Regions from separate parts of the Zea mays genome. Here region 2 is linked to region 1. A link is a contact called in public Hi-C data. All regions are on one chromosome and are shown on one strand. Each heading gives the region's core, a stretch centred on a gene start, on an enhancer-like site or on the middle of the called end of the contact. The rest is flanking DNA. Distances are from core to core; before and after follow the strand shown. Region 1 holds the start of LOC100275075. Region 2 holds the start of LOC100282068.

Evidence for each region. Hi-C and Micro-C count contacts between places; a contact is called where the count stands out from the background.
Region 2: a contact with region 1 is called in a Hi-C map of leaf, with 4 times the contacts expected there. The contact joins the promoter of LOC100282068 here to the promoter of LOC100275075 in region 1. A contact is called at or near these places in 5 of 25 Hi-C or Micro-C datasets (bundle sheath, ear, endosperm and 1 more) and 1 of 3 datasets of contacts at active chromatin or transcription factors (seedling).

What each region holds. Positions count from the first base shown.
Region 1 is chr4:245,283,429-245,291,144 of Zm-B73-REFERENCE-NAM-5.0, forward strand. It overlaps LOC100275075, which reads right to left and starts at 3,229. Exons shown (of 2, transcript NM_001317854.1): 1 at 2,978-3,229; 2 at 2,217-2,886. The coding sequence starts at 3,145. The coding sequence ends at 2,521. It also overlaps the pseudogene LOC111591486.
Region 2 is chr4:245,443,550-245,451,265 of Zm-B73-REFERENCE-NAM-5.0, forward strand. It overlaps LOC100282068, which reads left to right and starts at 3,750. Exons shown (of 2, transcript NM_001154981.2): 1 at 3,750-3,962; 2 at 5,292-6,643. The coding sequence starts at 5,292. The coding sequence ends at 6,437.

The DNA.
Region 1 (7,716 bases), core at 1,979-4,478:
TTTATGTCTTTAAGACCGTGTCCAACAATTCACACATATGATCACCTGAAACACTATTTTACATTGTCGACTATATTGTTCGCAGAGTGAAATTTAAATACTCAATGAGTAAGTTGCTAAAGATAGCCTAATTAAGTTTACTATAAAAACACTAAGATATACTGGAGAAATATAGGTAGGGTGAGCAAAGACACCATAAGGTCATGACATCAATAAGCTACTCCCTCTGTCCCAAATTAAAATTCATTTTAACATTTTAATGGATTCATACAATAATTAATTTATGTGTTTTATATATATATCTAGATTCATTACCATCTAGCTGAACATAGACAAAAAGCAAGGGCTAAAATGAATACTATTTTGGGATGTAGGGAGTAATACAAATAGAGTTTATAGAGGTTTATATCGTTATGTGTGTAATACCCTATATCCTTTTGCTGATCTTAGATAATGGTATGCAGAAGATATATAAGATTACAGACTCAAGTACCATGAACTCTAAGACCTACTATAGGACACTAGCGTGGTGGAAAGTCTAATACTAACTATAGTTACCTTGGTGGTCTCCCTTGCAGAACTAAATGGGTTGGAATTCGTGATTGTATATGACTAGGGTGGATCAACCTAGATTATATGTTGCTCTATCACTCTCCTTTATAGTTCAAGGAGGCAGTGATCTTACATGTACATGCCTCCAGCAGACCCTACTTGTCATCGAGCCAACTGTCCCTATCTTGTCTCAACCCTGTATAACAGTCCTTTGCCTTATAATCAGTCATATGACGTAGATCGAGCATGTGTCAACTAATCATACTTGTTAAACTGACTTTACTGAGTGCCTTAATGGTGTTAAGTATGATTCATGTACTATAATTACATTATTGTTCCTCCATACTGCCTAGTTATGGCTATATGGATTTTTCATCTCATGGGAGCCAATAAATGCGAGAACATACTTGCACAATGTCCCCTGAGCATGTATCAGGGTAAAGGTGTGCATTTAAGGTCATGTATCACATTTAACTTGATACACATTCTTGGTCATAATCTTTCCTTCCTAAGGTAACTATCAATCCTACTAGAGGTGCAAGTAAGATAACCCGACGTCTAAGTACGTCGGAGTCTAGGGCAACTGACGTAATGTAATTGGTAGCCAGAGCATCATTTATCACTTTAATGTATTTTTCGATACACTCCGTATTTGCATGCATAGTTACGAGATAGGTCTACGTACTATGTAGTGGTCTTCAAGTGCCCTGAAGCCTAAGTCGTATGACAACACACTAAGTTAGACCCGCAATATCGCTTATCGAACATTAATGCATTGTGCTGGAAACTTATCTATTAAGGTATTGCGAAGGGATAGTCTTTAGACCATTAGATTTGGGGTCCATCTCTTGGGTTTGTACTATCTTTTCTGGACCGAACGCACTCTTTTGTCAAGAGATAGGATCAAACTTAGCCACCCTAAGTCCCCAACTCATCCGAGTGACCCTAGAGCCCTAGAGGGTATGAATCCTAGTCATTAGGTACAAGGTTGATCCTTTTAAGGGTCCCAAGTCTTATGAAGTGTCTCGAGTGGCCAAATGTTACAACGGCTTAGGCGCCGACAAAAAGGATATAGTGATCCATCACCAAATAGACCCTAATAGTTAGCCTATATGTCTTGATTCTTAGTGACTAAAGTTCAATCAACTAGGTCCTAGGGATTGAAGCAGGGACTGAGTTGGATTGAATGAGCCACAAAAATTCCATCCCACAAATAAAACAGTCAACAAGTACAATGTTTGTACGTTGCGACGACACACAATCATATTTGATACCTATAAAATTAAAATAATAATGCCAGAGTAAACATGTGGTCTATATATAAGATATTAACTGATAAGAACAAATATCACACCTTATCTTAGCCAAAAGGCTGAAAAAAATATGAGTTGAAAATGAGTCTTTTTATAGATCGTTCGGTCGTTTATACTCCTTTAGCTAGTGAGGTGGTACTATGTGGGAGTGATGCGCTATGTGTGACTTTCTATCATGTTAGGTTTGGGTCTATCGTATTGGGCTTAGGTGATTTCTCAAAACTCATATATGGTATAATGGCCCATAGTTTGTTAGACGAGAAACAAGGTAGATGAATAGACCTATATGTTTTAGGCGTGATGCACTACACATGGCTGGTGGTTTAAAAGAGTAGAGAAGAGAAGAGAATAGAGAGAATATCGTATGTTTATTTTGATTAACTATTACAGTTATTTCAAGCGAAATTGAAGCTGGATGAAAAACAACTTCACAGCAAACATATATACTCTCCACATCACGCGTGATAAAGCTAAGCCAAAATAATATTATCTCCGTTTTTGAATATTTATCAGCCGCTAGTTCATTTTTTACTAAAATGTGGTAAATAAAAAAACGGAGGAAGTATCATGCATGAGCGCACGTGTGGAAGTGGTACAAATATATTTCTCCCGAACAAGCTCACTGCAGCTAAGCTAGATTTTCTCTCTTCCCTCTTCAACAAGCTCCGACCTTGTGAAGCTCCAGCGCATGCACGGCTCGCCGGTGGCCTAGCATGTGTCCACCCTCCCAGCCGCTGGCCTGCTGGCAGCCGTGGGAGTCCAAGAAGTTCTTGCTGAGGTCCCTCGTCACGGACCCACCTGCGCGCTCCCGCGGCGGCTGCGGTGGCGTCGGTATCCTCTGGAGCGACGACCACGCCGTCGCGAGGCCGTGGTCCGATGGCGACCCGCACGCCAGCTGCTGCTCCCTGTCGTCCTCGGCGATGGTGTCCAGGCTCCTCGGCCCCTTCCTTCGTCGCATGACCGACACCACCTGCGGCGGCGCCACCTCCGTCGTGAACCTCGCCGCCACCTGCGCCTGCGCCTTCGCCATGCATCGAGGAGTTGATAAACACACACACACACACACACAGTAAGAGACGGTATCTCTACTCGCTCTAGTTATGTGTATGTACGTGGCCGTGGTCCGACGGTGACCCGCACGGCGCCAGCATCTCCCTGTCGTCCTCGGCGATGGTGCTCAGGCTCCTCGGCGCCTTCCTCCGCCGCATGACCGACACCACCTGCGGCGGCGGCGCCTCCATCATGAACCTCGCCGCCACCTGCGCCTGCGCCTTCGCCATGATCGAGGAAATGACGAACACACACACACACAGCTCGCTCTAGTTTTGTGCATGTACGTACGTCTTTGTTGAATCGCGAGCGTGTGCGGCTAGAGTTGGCGATGGAAGCTTGCATTTATACTGAGCCAGCACCCAGCACCTGCAAACGCGCACGGTGCGACGCCGTGGACCATACGGTGGCGAGACGTGGACAGCGCCGTCGCCTCTCGGACGCAGATCGCACAGCTGTGCGAACCCAGTTCGCTTGCACGTCACGACGCTAACAGCCTGCCTGCAAAATCCCAAGCGAACGTCACGTTATACGGGCCAGCCGCCGTGCGCGCGCGGGCAAGGCTACTTCTGGCGGCAGGCAGGCACGCACATGCACATGCGCCTATGCCTCGCTCTCGGCGGCGTTCGGAAGCAAACAAAGCATGCCTCCATGCGCAACGCGGCGGAGCGTTCAACGGCGGAGTTAATTCGGCGCGCGTCGCGGCGCGGGCTCGTCGGTGTCCGTCGCTGCCGTCAGGCTAATGGCGCCTTTTTGGTTTAACGAGCGACGCCGACGGGCGCCGACCGCCGCGCGACGTGGCCGGTGTGCTTTGGTGCGGGGCTCCGGGCGATCCGCCGTCCGCGTGTGGCCATGATCCGCTCAGGGAACGCTTGGCCTATCGACGGTAGGCGATCGGAGCGCACGGGCGCCGGCGCGCGTCGTTCTCCGTTCATGCGGGCCATGTGGCCGCGCTCTCGTCTGGCGCTATCCGCGTGTGAGATGTGTGTGCTGCGGTGCCGTGCACTGTAGGGCACGCTGCAGAGGCGTAGCAGGATTTTTCCTTAGGGCCAACACATATATAACTATATATATATATAGTTATAATATTAATAAATAGAGTATATATATATATATATACTCTACTGTATTTAAGTGTAAATTTTTTCGTATGTTGTCTCCTTCAGCGAGCACAACAAGGAAATAAATTTCCTTCCTGTGAAAAATATCCAAAAAATAGGGTGTGAAGGATTCAAACTCTACTCACTTAGTAGATAGCACTTGGCTTCTACCACTACAACTTATGTTTGTTTGTCTTCTACCACTACAACTTATGTTTGTTTGTGTTATATAAATGAGAGATATTATAAATATATTTATATAGTAATAATTTAAAAAATAAAGAAATATAATCGTATTTAAATAAATATCTTATTTAAGTACATCTAACTATATAATATATAAAACCATAGCGATGTACGGTCAACTAATTAGTATGTAATATACAATAGCCACAAATCATAACAAGTAACTTCCAACCCCACTTTTGACTACGCCACTGAGGGCACGCGAACAGGGGACACAACATTTTTTCCCTAGACACTAGCACCGTACCATGGTAAGTGGTACAGCTGGGCGTTCGGGTTTACTCGGTATTTCGGGTCGGGTTTTTCGGGTTTTTTTATATTTCGGGTTTTAAACATTTAAGCCCGAACTCGTACCCATAATGTCGGGTACCCGTAATTTTGGGTACCCGTACTTTCGGGTACGGGTTCGGGTAATATCAAAATACCCGATATATTCGAGCATGTAGCGTTTAGCAACAATATTTAAAAATTGAAACAGTGAAACAATATTCCAGTTGAGATGTCACACATAGTCATATAGCATAGAGCACACAGTCACAGATTCACTAATAGTATTAGTCTCGCTATCACACATAATAGAGAGCAAGAGAACACACCAACACAAGTACACAACAGTAGTATAGTACACACATTCTCCACTCTCCACTTCTCTAGCACTCGACCACTCTCCAGTAAACAACCGCACAGGCACAGGCGGGCGCACAGCAAAGTAGCAGACACAACCGCACAGGCACAACACTACAACACAAGTGCACAACACTGCATACTAAGTGCATAGGCGAAAAGGCCAAAAGCACCACTCCATGTCTGATGTCTCCATACCATAGTACATAGTCCATACATGTACGGTGTACCTGTTCAACAGCAAAAGGCAGACAACAACAAGGTAATTAGTAAAGAGCAGAACTAATAAAAACAGCAGCAAGGCAGACACCAGCACGACAGCACCACTCAATAGCACACAGACAGCATCACAGGTCACAGACTCACAGCAACAAGGTAACTAATAAAGAGCAGGACTACATGTCTACATGACAGCAGCAAGGCAGCAACCAAAAAAGATGTAGATGGACTAATAAATAGCACACAGACAACAACAAGGTAACTAATAAATAGCAGGACTATACCAGCATGAAGCCAAGCCATGAACTAAGATGTAGATGTTCCATGGATGGTGTTGCTTCCTATTTCTGTACCTGTTGTTGTTGCTTCTTGTTTTCCTTTTCCTTTACCACCAAATTCTTCTTTTAGTTCTGCAATGAGATAAAAACACTGTCTAGTTAATATGTGTTGATATGCAATGAACCATTCAATAATAATGAAAAAAATAAGGAATGTTAGACCTTTTTCTAGCATGGTTAATTCTTCAAGGTTTTCTTCAATATCAATAGGTATTGACCACCTCAACCAATCTTGTGCGCATACTAGAGCTTCAAGCATGAATGGAGTAAGGGAGCTATGGAAGTCATCTAAAATGCGCCCACTTGTGCTAAATGCTGACTCTGATGCTACAGTTGATATTGGTATAGCAAGCACATCACGAGCCATGCGAGCTAGTATTGGAAATCTCTGCTCAGATGCCTTCCACCATACTAGGAGATCAAGCTTCATTTCTGTGTCTTCAGTTTCTTCAGAAAGGTATTTGTCAAGTTCAGACTTAGTGTTGTTGCTTGAACCAATGCCTTTGCCTAGCCTCATTTTCTTAGCAACAATTTCCTTCAGCTTCCCTCCTCTACCTCTACCTTCCTCTACCCCACTTGACTACGCCACTGAGGGCACGTGTAACGCCCTGAATTTGGGGGTAGAATTTTTTTTCTTCTTTTCTCTCACCAAATTCAGGCGTTACTCTTTTCTTTTCTCGTTCGCTCGCTAAACCTTGACCTTTTTCGAAGTTCTAGCGGGACTTGGTTTGGATTTCCCGTGTAAAGAAAAACCCTAAATTACTTTATGTTGTTTGATGCACCATGCCGAACCATGCATTCTTTGATTGCTTAGAAATGTAAGTGCATTCATCTAGGAAGATCGGATTTCGAAAAGGAGAAAAACCCTTTCCTTTCTTTTCTCTTTCTTTCTCTCTCCCCTCCCTTTTTCTCTCTCCCGCGCCGTGGGCCGCCCCTGGCCGGCCCAGCCGGCCCAGCCGCCCCCCCCCGCGCGCCCCTTTGGGCCCATTGGCCCAGCCGCCCCCTCCTTTTCCCCCAATTTCCCCAAAATCCCTCTCCCTCTCCCTCATTCTCTCTTCCCCACACCAACCGCCGCCCCCTGCCCTAGCGCCGCCCCTGCCCTAGCGCCGCCCCCGCCGCTCGGCCGCCCGTCCCCGTCCCCGGTGAGGTCCCCCTCCCCCTCTCCTCCCTCCCCCATCTCCCCTCCCCCTTTCCCCTCGCCGCTCGGCCGCCCGCCGCCCAGCTCGGCCGCCATGGCCGGCTCGGCCGCCCCCGCGCGCCCTGCCCCGTGCCCGCCCGGCTCGGCCGCCCCTGTGGCCGCCCGGCCTCGGCCGCCCTGGCCCCGGCTCAACCGCCCGTCGCCCCTGTGCGCCCTGCCCCGCCCCCGGCCGGCTCGGCCGCCCCTGCGCGCCAGCTCGGCCGCCCCCTGGCCGGCTCGGCCGCCCCCTGCCCCGCGCCCCCCGCCGGTTCGGCCGCCCCTGCCCAGCCGCCCCTGTGCGCCGCCGGCTCGGCCGCCCCCCGCCCCTGCCCCAGGCCGGTTCAACCGCCCCCTGGCCGGTTCAACCGCCCCCCCTTTTTTTCTTTATTTTTTTTAATTTTATTTTCTTTCATTACTGTTACTTATTTTATTTTAGGTAGGTTAATCATTGTTCATATTATTGAAATAGGAAACTTAATTTAGAATTTCGTTATGCTAGTTATTCATACAATTAATTGTTTATCCAGTCCAATGTTGATCAACTAAAAACGACTAGGTTTCCATTAGTGCATATAACTGAATTCTTTTGTTAGAACCAATTGTAACTAATCATTAGTGCATAAGCTTTAACCCCCCCCCCCCCCGCGAGACCTTTTCCCGTTTCTTTCTAACCATAATGAGTGCGATATCGAATGTCATACCTGATGCATATTCACCTTATTTGTTCCCTTGTATGATGTACTGTTTGTTTCCCAATTTGAATGGATGAATGTATGTATGCTTGCAATCGCATAGAGAACGATCCGGTCGAAGAGCCCGAGGAGCTCGCAGGAGAAGCCCCTGAGCAGCAGTCGGTTGGTGGAGGCAAGTGTCCTTTGACCTATCTATGTCCTATTCATTATTTAATTCACCTCCCGCTTTACACATTTATGCCTAAGGATTGACTAGCTTTTGTTATCCATGTCCTTGTTTACCTATCTGGGTTGGATTATTACTGTTTAGCTTTATGCTATTGCTTAAACTCTAATCAATGAACATGATGAGATTATCTATGATACGCTGTTTTCCCTTCTCTTATTATGATGTGGTACTTGTGG
Region 2 (7,716 bases), core at 2,500-4,999, 160 kb after region 1:
GGAGGGGGGCCTACTGAGAATTTTATTGAAGATGAGAAAAGAAAATGTTACAACTTAACCTTTTTACAAAAGTTAATCCGAGAGATCTAAATAATAAGTTTAAATGCAATGGATTAGAAAGAACTACTCCTATGTCTGCCACAGACTCAGCCAATTCGGGATGGAGATGTCAAAGTTCCCACGCGCTCTGTGCATGATCAACCGCAACTCCTTACATAATTCTTGTGTACAGTGATGAATCGAAGGATCTTTGTTTGAAAACAGCCACTCATTTCGGCTTTTTAAGATGCTCTATGTCATGAGAATAATAATCTCCATAGAGAAGGGGACGTTAAGCTGGTGTTTAAGGTTCGCTGATGTCTCCTCAGGATTAGTAATTCTGGAGGGTTATGCCAATTGAGTTCCAGCAAGCTTTCGCAAAATTGCATCTGAGGAACAGATGATATAGGGTCTCCTCTCTTTGCCATAAACAGTTCTCGCAAGAATAAGATTCCAGTTCCATGTTTTTCCTTCTCAGCATATCTCTGGTATTTAGTCTATTTTTAAGCCACAACCAATAGAAAACTCTATGCTTAGGCTGACATTTGCTTTTCCATAAGTGCCTGTAGATAGGGTGAACCTGCGTCTGGCCCATAAAATGTCTGTAAGCTTTTTGAGAAGAGTAGTTGTCAAAGCCCCAAATGTATCGCCAACGGTCGTGAGCATTACTGAGGACAATTTGCTCCCAAACCACCTGCAACTCCAGGTATTGATCATATGCTTGTTCAGAGATAGGCAAATGAAAAAAACCAGCGAACTGATCCTACTCTTTAGCTTCTTCAATAGTCAATTTTGTGTTTTTGACAAAAGAGAATAATTCTGGGAATTTTTGCCTTGGGATGTTCTGACTCCACTGATCCTCCCAGAACGAAATTGATCTGCTGTTGCCAATGACTGGGAGTGCCAGTCCCTTAAAGTTGGGAAGGAGCTTGATCATGCTCTTCCACCAGAAAAAACCAATGTTTCTATGGCCTGTGAGTCCACGAGACAAATAGTATTTATCCCAAACGAGATGCACCCAGGGTAAGTCGTTGTTATTGAAGAATTTATGCAAAAAATTGATCATGAGAGCCTCATTCTGGGTTTCAAGGCGAAACACCCCCAGCCCGCCATTCACTTTTCTCTGAGTAACCGAATTTCAAGCAATCAGAGGCGGCTTCTTGGAACTAATGTCATTCCCTCTCCACAGACAATGTTTCCTGAACATGTCTATTTGCTTAATGATGGTTTTAGGTATCTTGAGCATGCACATAAAGAAGGTTGGCAAGGCTGAGAAGACTGAATTTACCAACTCCAAGCGTCCAGCTTGAGATAAAAAATTTGAAGAGCAAGATAATCTCTTCTCAGTCCTTTGAATAAGAGGCAGAAAGTGTTCCTTTCTGGGTTTCGCAAGGCCTAGAGGCAAACCAAGATAGGTGAATGGTATTTCTCCAATCTGGCAATTGAGAGTTCGAGAGAGGATCTCCATCTTTTCAGAAGGCACGTTTATAGAGTACATATTTTATTTGTTATAATTAACCTTAAGGCCAGTAGAAGAAGCAAAAGAGTTGAGAATTGCCTTGAGGAAGAAAAGTTGCTTAGGACAGGCCTCCATAATCAAAAGAGTGTCATCTGCATACTGAACAATCGAGAAATCATGGTCACCAATATCCGGTAAAGGGAGCTTAAGAAGATTCCACAGTCTTGCCTTATTAATAATGCTCTGAAGAAGGTCATCGTACAGACTAGTTAGTGATTGACTAATAAATGAAAAATCATTTGAAAAAATGGGGTTACCAAAGTAGCAAAAACTTGTCATGATTGTGACTACAAACTAAACACACATTTAAATCAATTAAACTGCCTAAACTTTAGACATGGTGAATTGTGCATTGTGATGCATCGAACTAAATAGACTGTAAGGCACCGGTGTCATTTTAGCTTAGGCTATCTCCAGCAACGTCCCCTAAATTTCATCCCCTAAAAGAATATTCTCTGTCCTTTACAGCACTCTCTAAAAGATTTTGTACTCTATATCTTCTTCATCTCCAGCAATATCCCCTAAATTTCATCCTCTATATCAACAGTGCTACTAGATTTGACATTCTATATTATTTTTTTACCGCTCGTCAGCACGTGCACAGAAATCAGCACACTATATAGAGCACCGCCGTACATCCTCTATACATAGCGCATGCATGTCATCCTCTAAATTTTAGAGTACCTTTTAGAGTCCCTTGTTGGAGGGATAGAGGATCTGACAAACCTCTATATGTAGAGTACAGGAGCTTTTACAGGACCCTGCTGGAGCCAGCCTTAGGGGGAAAACTTCCAGGCGGTAGGTCACATACATCAGTGAGGTAGGAGAAATGTGCCAACCACGTGGTGTCGACCAATCTACATTCTAATCTATATCATTATATAATTTATCAGTTTAAACTTTACAAAATCTATCTAAACAAATCACATCTACACCCATAACATTCGTTAAATCTAACACAGTATCAAAACTAGCGGTTCAAATCGATGGATAACATGTTCTCCCATATCCATTCAAATCTGATAGATAATATTATTTAGATCATGTATTCTCTCTCCCCTCTCCCTCGACGCCTCCTCCTGCCCCGTGTCCCTGACCTGTCTCCCTCACTTATGATGTTGTCTCTATCATCAATCGCTCCTTTTATATTGTGATCACTGTCCACCCCTATTCCTACTCGGGATTAGGGATGGCAATGGAAAATTTCTCATCGAGGAATAGCTCTTCATACCCATCCCACGACGCAGAAATTTCCTCGCGGGAATACCCACGAACGTTTACAGAAGACATTTCTTCCCCATCCATATTCCCCACGGGCATAAATTTCCGACGGAGATCAACGTCCCTATTTACATTATAATTAGGAAATGCATCCTTTGTTATTAATAAAAACACTTTCACTTATATATATTGTTAGATGTAAGAAATCATTATGGGTATATTAAAATAAACATATTTGTACAATGATTGATCTCTTACCCAAATAATTATTTGTTTTTATTATTAGCTAGTATACGAAAACATCACCACGTACAGGTTTGACGGATTCCCACAGAAACAGGGATGAAAAATACTTCTACATCCCTGTCCCGTTTACCCATCTGAGAAAGCGGGAAATCGGGCATAGGATCCATTGCCAAAGATCGTAGGGCTATAACCTAAGCGTTGCAACGAAGCGAAGCAGACGGTGGAGACGTTGACGCAAAGCAATGAACTTGAACGGCATCTCTCTCGCTGGCCCTGGCCTTCTCGAAGGCTCTGCGTGGGTCCTTGCGCAGTTGCGCCGCAGCGGGCTGGCAGCATCCGGAAATTGCGTCTTGCGTGGCGGAGCAGACACTAAGGTACTATTTTACGTTCTATTTAGTTGGACTGTGGCGGTAAACTATGAAAAAAACTATTGCAGACTATGAGCTATTAAAAAGCTAAAAATTATTTAGTGTAAACCACTAAAAACCATTAAAAATTCTTTGATATATATTTTCACAGTTTTATAAAAAATCCACTAAAAACAGGTCAAATAAGCTTTCAATTTTACACTACGAAAAAGTCAGCTTTTAAAAAAAACTGCTTAAATCCAGTCCTTTAGTTTAATTTTTATCTTTTAGGAAACAAAAGCCAAAACTAAAACCAAACCAAACCTACCTTTAAAACCGATCTAATAGGAACGCGGTGTTTGGAACAACTAGATATTAATTTTAGAGGTTAGACCGCCACGAAAGCGTCACTGCACACGGCATTCCCCTCCCCTAGCGTTATCGTCGCACCATAAATAACCATCCTCTCCTCGCCTTTCCCCACATCTCATCTTCGTCTGTGTTCTTGGGCGTACGCGGACACAGCCCCGATCCGAATCGTCGTCCTTGCGAGCCTCGCCGATCCCCCACTCCCCTCCCCTCGCTTCAAGGTAACTGCGATCATCCATCCTCCCGCTTCCACTCTCCCTTCACCTCCTCTGCTTGCTAGGTATACGAACATACGATTTATTACGGGTTATATGGGGGCTTCGATTCCCAGATCTGGCGATCTATTATCGTAGCTCCGAGTCCTCGATCTAGTAATTGTGGGATATGCTTGTAAGAGGCTCTGAGATGGGTTGGGTTGGGTTGGGTCGCTGTGACGATTCCAACAGCCTCGTTTCTTAGGGTTGGATCTTCTCGTGGTTTCCTTTTTAATTAAATAAGTACCTGATGCAGAATGGTGCGTCCTATTAGATGGAACCTTGATCTTGATGCATCTAACCTTGATCTTGTTCGCTGTGATGATTCCAACAGGCTCGTTTCTTAGGCCTGTTCGTCTGGTTCGTCAGATCAGTTTCGTTGCTTTTGGCCTCGTTGTAAGGTCCATCCAGATCGGAGTAGAATCGAATGATTTATTATACGGTAGCTGCTGGTCTCATTAGATTTGGATCTGCATGGGTTGAACATATGTATTCATAATTAATATGGTGTATACGTACTAGTTTGCTGGTCTTATTTTTTTAGCCTGATTGCTTCTGCCTTTCTGGCAACGCCTGATCCACGCGTTAGCTAGAGTGGATTTTAGTTCCTTGTTTACGCGGCCACACCTGCCGCCTAGAAAAGCTGCAGCGAGAACTCTAATTAAATTTGGATCTACATGTGCTAGCATATATGTTTGTAATTAATATGATGGATGAATATGTGCTTCAGAGTTGAGTTCCTGTTGATGCTGTAGTTCTGCCTGAATTGTTGAGGCTGTAGCTTCTGCCTGATTAAAATGCACCGTGCCTATCTGTTAAACTCTAGGGTGTGTGATTTAGCCGGTGACGGTGGTTTAATATGTGTAATTTCACTGCTTATAGTAATGCAATTCACCTTTGCTTGAACATGCATTGTCTTGTTGCTTTGTTCTATACACATGCTTAGCTATTATCTGATGAGCATGCACTGTTTTGTTCTGTTTGATATGCATGCTCAGAAATATGTAGATGTGTGGCTCCTGCTCGGTTGTTCTTTATCATCCACCTGTTGAACATGCATGTTCTTGTCGCTTATCTTTATTATATATTACCTTCGTTCTCGAATATTTGTCGCCCGCTAGTTCATTTTTGAACTAAACCGTGACAAATAAAATAGAACGTAGGGAGTGGCATCATGCTGCTACTGTACCTTACGGTGGCAACTACATCTTGAGCACGCATATATCTTATAGTGTTCCTTTTCTTTTCCTCCTTGGTCTACTGTTATATGCTTACCTTTTTTTGGTTTCCTTGCAGATGCAGATCTTTGTGAAGACCCTCACCGGCAAGACTATCACCCTCGAGGTGGAGTCTTCTGACACCATTGACAATGTCAAGGCTAAGATCCAGGACAAGGAGGGCATCCCTCCTGACCAGCAGCGGCTTATCTTCGCCGGCAAGCAGCTTGAGGACGGACGCACACTTGCTGACTACAACATCCAGAAGGAGTCAACCCTCCACTTGGTGCTGCGCCTTAGGGGAGGCATGCAGATCTTTGTCAAGACCTTGACTGGCAAGACAATCACCCTTGAGGTGGAGTCCTCAGACACCATTGACAATGTCAAGGCAAAGATCCAGGACAAGGAGGGCATCCCACCTGACCAGCAACGTCTCATCTTTGCCGGCAAGCAGTTGGAGGATGGGAGGACCCTTGCTGACTACAACATCCAGAAGGAGAGCACCCTCCACTTGGTGCTGCGTCTTAGGGGTGGTATGCAGATCTTTGTGAAAACCCTTACTGGCAAGACCATCACTCTTGAGGTGGAGTCTTCAGATACCATTGACAATGTCAAGGCCAAGATCCAGGACAAGGAGGGCATCCCGCCGGACCAGCAGCGTCTTATCTTTGCCGGCAAGCAGCTGGAGGATGGACGCACCCTTGCGGATTACAACATTCAGAAGGAGAGCACCCTCCACCTGGTGCTGCGCCTCAGGGGAGGAATGCAGATCTTCGTGAAGACATTGACTGGCAAGACCATCACCTTGGAGGTTGAGAGCTCCGACACCATTGATAATGTGAAGGCCAAGATCCAGGACAAGGAGGGTATCCCCCCGGACCAGCAGCGGCTGATCTTCGCCGGCAAGCAGCTGGAGGATGGTCGCACCTTGGCTGACTACAACATCCAGAAGGAGAGCACCCTCCATCTGGTGCTCCGCCTGAGGGGCGGTATGCAGATCTTTGTGAAGACCTTGACTGGCAAGACCATAACCCTGGAGGTTGAGAGCTCTGACACCATCGACAACGTGAAGGCTAAGATCCAGGACAAGGAGGGGATTCCCCCAGACCAGCAGCGTCTGATCTTCGCCGGCAAGCAGCTGGAGGATGGTCGCACCCTTGCAGACTACAATATCCAGAAGGAGAGCACCCTCCACCTGGTGCTCCGTCTTCGCGGTGGTTATTAAGCCATCAGTCGTTGAAGCTGCTGCTGTATCTGGGTTATCTAGTGTCTCTGCCATTGCCCATGGATGGTGCTGTCTTTCAAAGTATTTGTATGGTTTGTGTCGTGAGTCGTGACTGAGCTGGTTTCATGGACCAGTTGTGTTCTCGTTACCCAAAACTATCGTGCGACCGCATATGGCTTAATCATGAATAAATGTTGTTTGAATTTAAACTATTCGCTGAATATTGTTGTTTTTTGTCATGTCAGTTAATGTTACTAAATTGGTTGCCTTCTAATTTTTGTTTACTGGTGTTTGTCGCACCTTATCTTTTTACTGTATGTTTACTTCAGGTTCTGGCAGTCTCATTTTTTGTGACTAGTTAAAACTTACAGCTAAAAAAATGCAGTTTTTCATTTTCATTTGAAGTTTGATTAGAGCTATTGATACCGGACCATCAGGTTAGGTTAGTTGTGCATAGAATCATAAATATTAATCATGTTTTCTATGAATTAAGTCAAACTTGAAAGTCTGGCTGAATATAGTTTCTATGAATCATATTGATATACATGTTTGATTATTTGTTTTGCTATTAGCTATTTACTTTGGTGAATCTATATAGGCTTATGCAGAACCTTTTTTTTTGTTCTATATATCCATATCCTAGTACTCAGTAGCTCTATGTTTTCTGGAGACTAGTGGCTTGCTTTTTCGTATGTCTAATTTTTTGCTTGACCATTGCAAAACAAAAATTACCTAGTGTAATCTCTTTTTATAATAATCTTGTAATGCGTCTACCTATAGGTCAAAGTAGGTTTTGTTTGGAACCCTTAGAGCTAACTGTTAGCTAGTTGATAAATTATTAGCTGAGTTAAGCTAGCTAATGAACTAGTTTTGATATTAGCTGAGGATGTTTGAAACCTAATAATTATTTTTTATTAGCTAACTATACTAAATTTTAGTAGAGAGATTCCAAACAGGAGTTAACATGGGATCAGATTGGCTATGCGTTTGCAATCCCATAGCAATTTATAACATAGGGAGGTCACAAAACATGTGTTTGGATCATGTGCAAGAAAAACAAGAATATAGGAATGCAAGGTACAAAACGAAAGAAAACATGAGATTGGATCTCATGTTTATTTTTCTTTAAAAATATTATGAAGGATGTCATTTCATACAAATTTTGAAGGGACTGGTAGGATCTAATTCTTTGTTTCAATAGGAAAACCTTTTATAGGAACTGAATCCTTTGTTTTCTTCCATTTCAAAGGAGACCTGAGTTTGATTACTAGTTGATCGA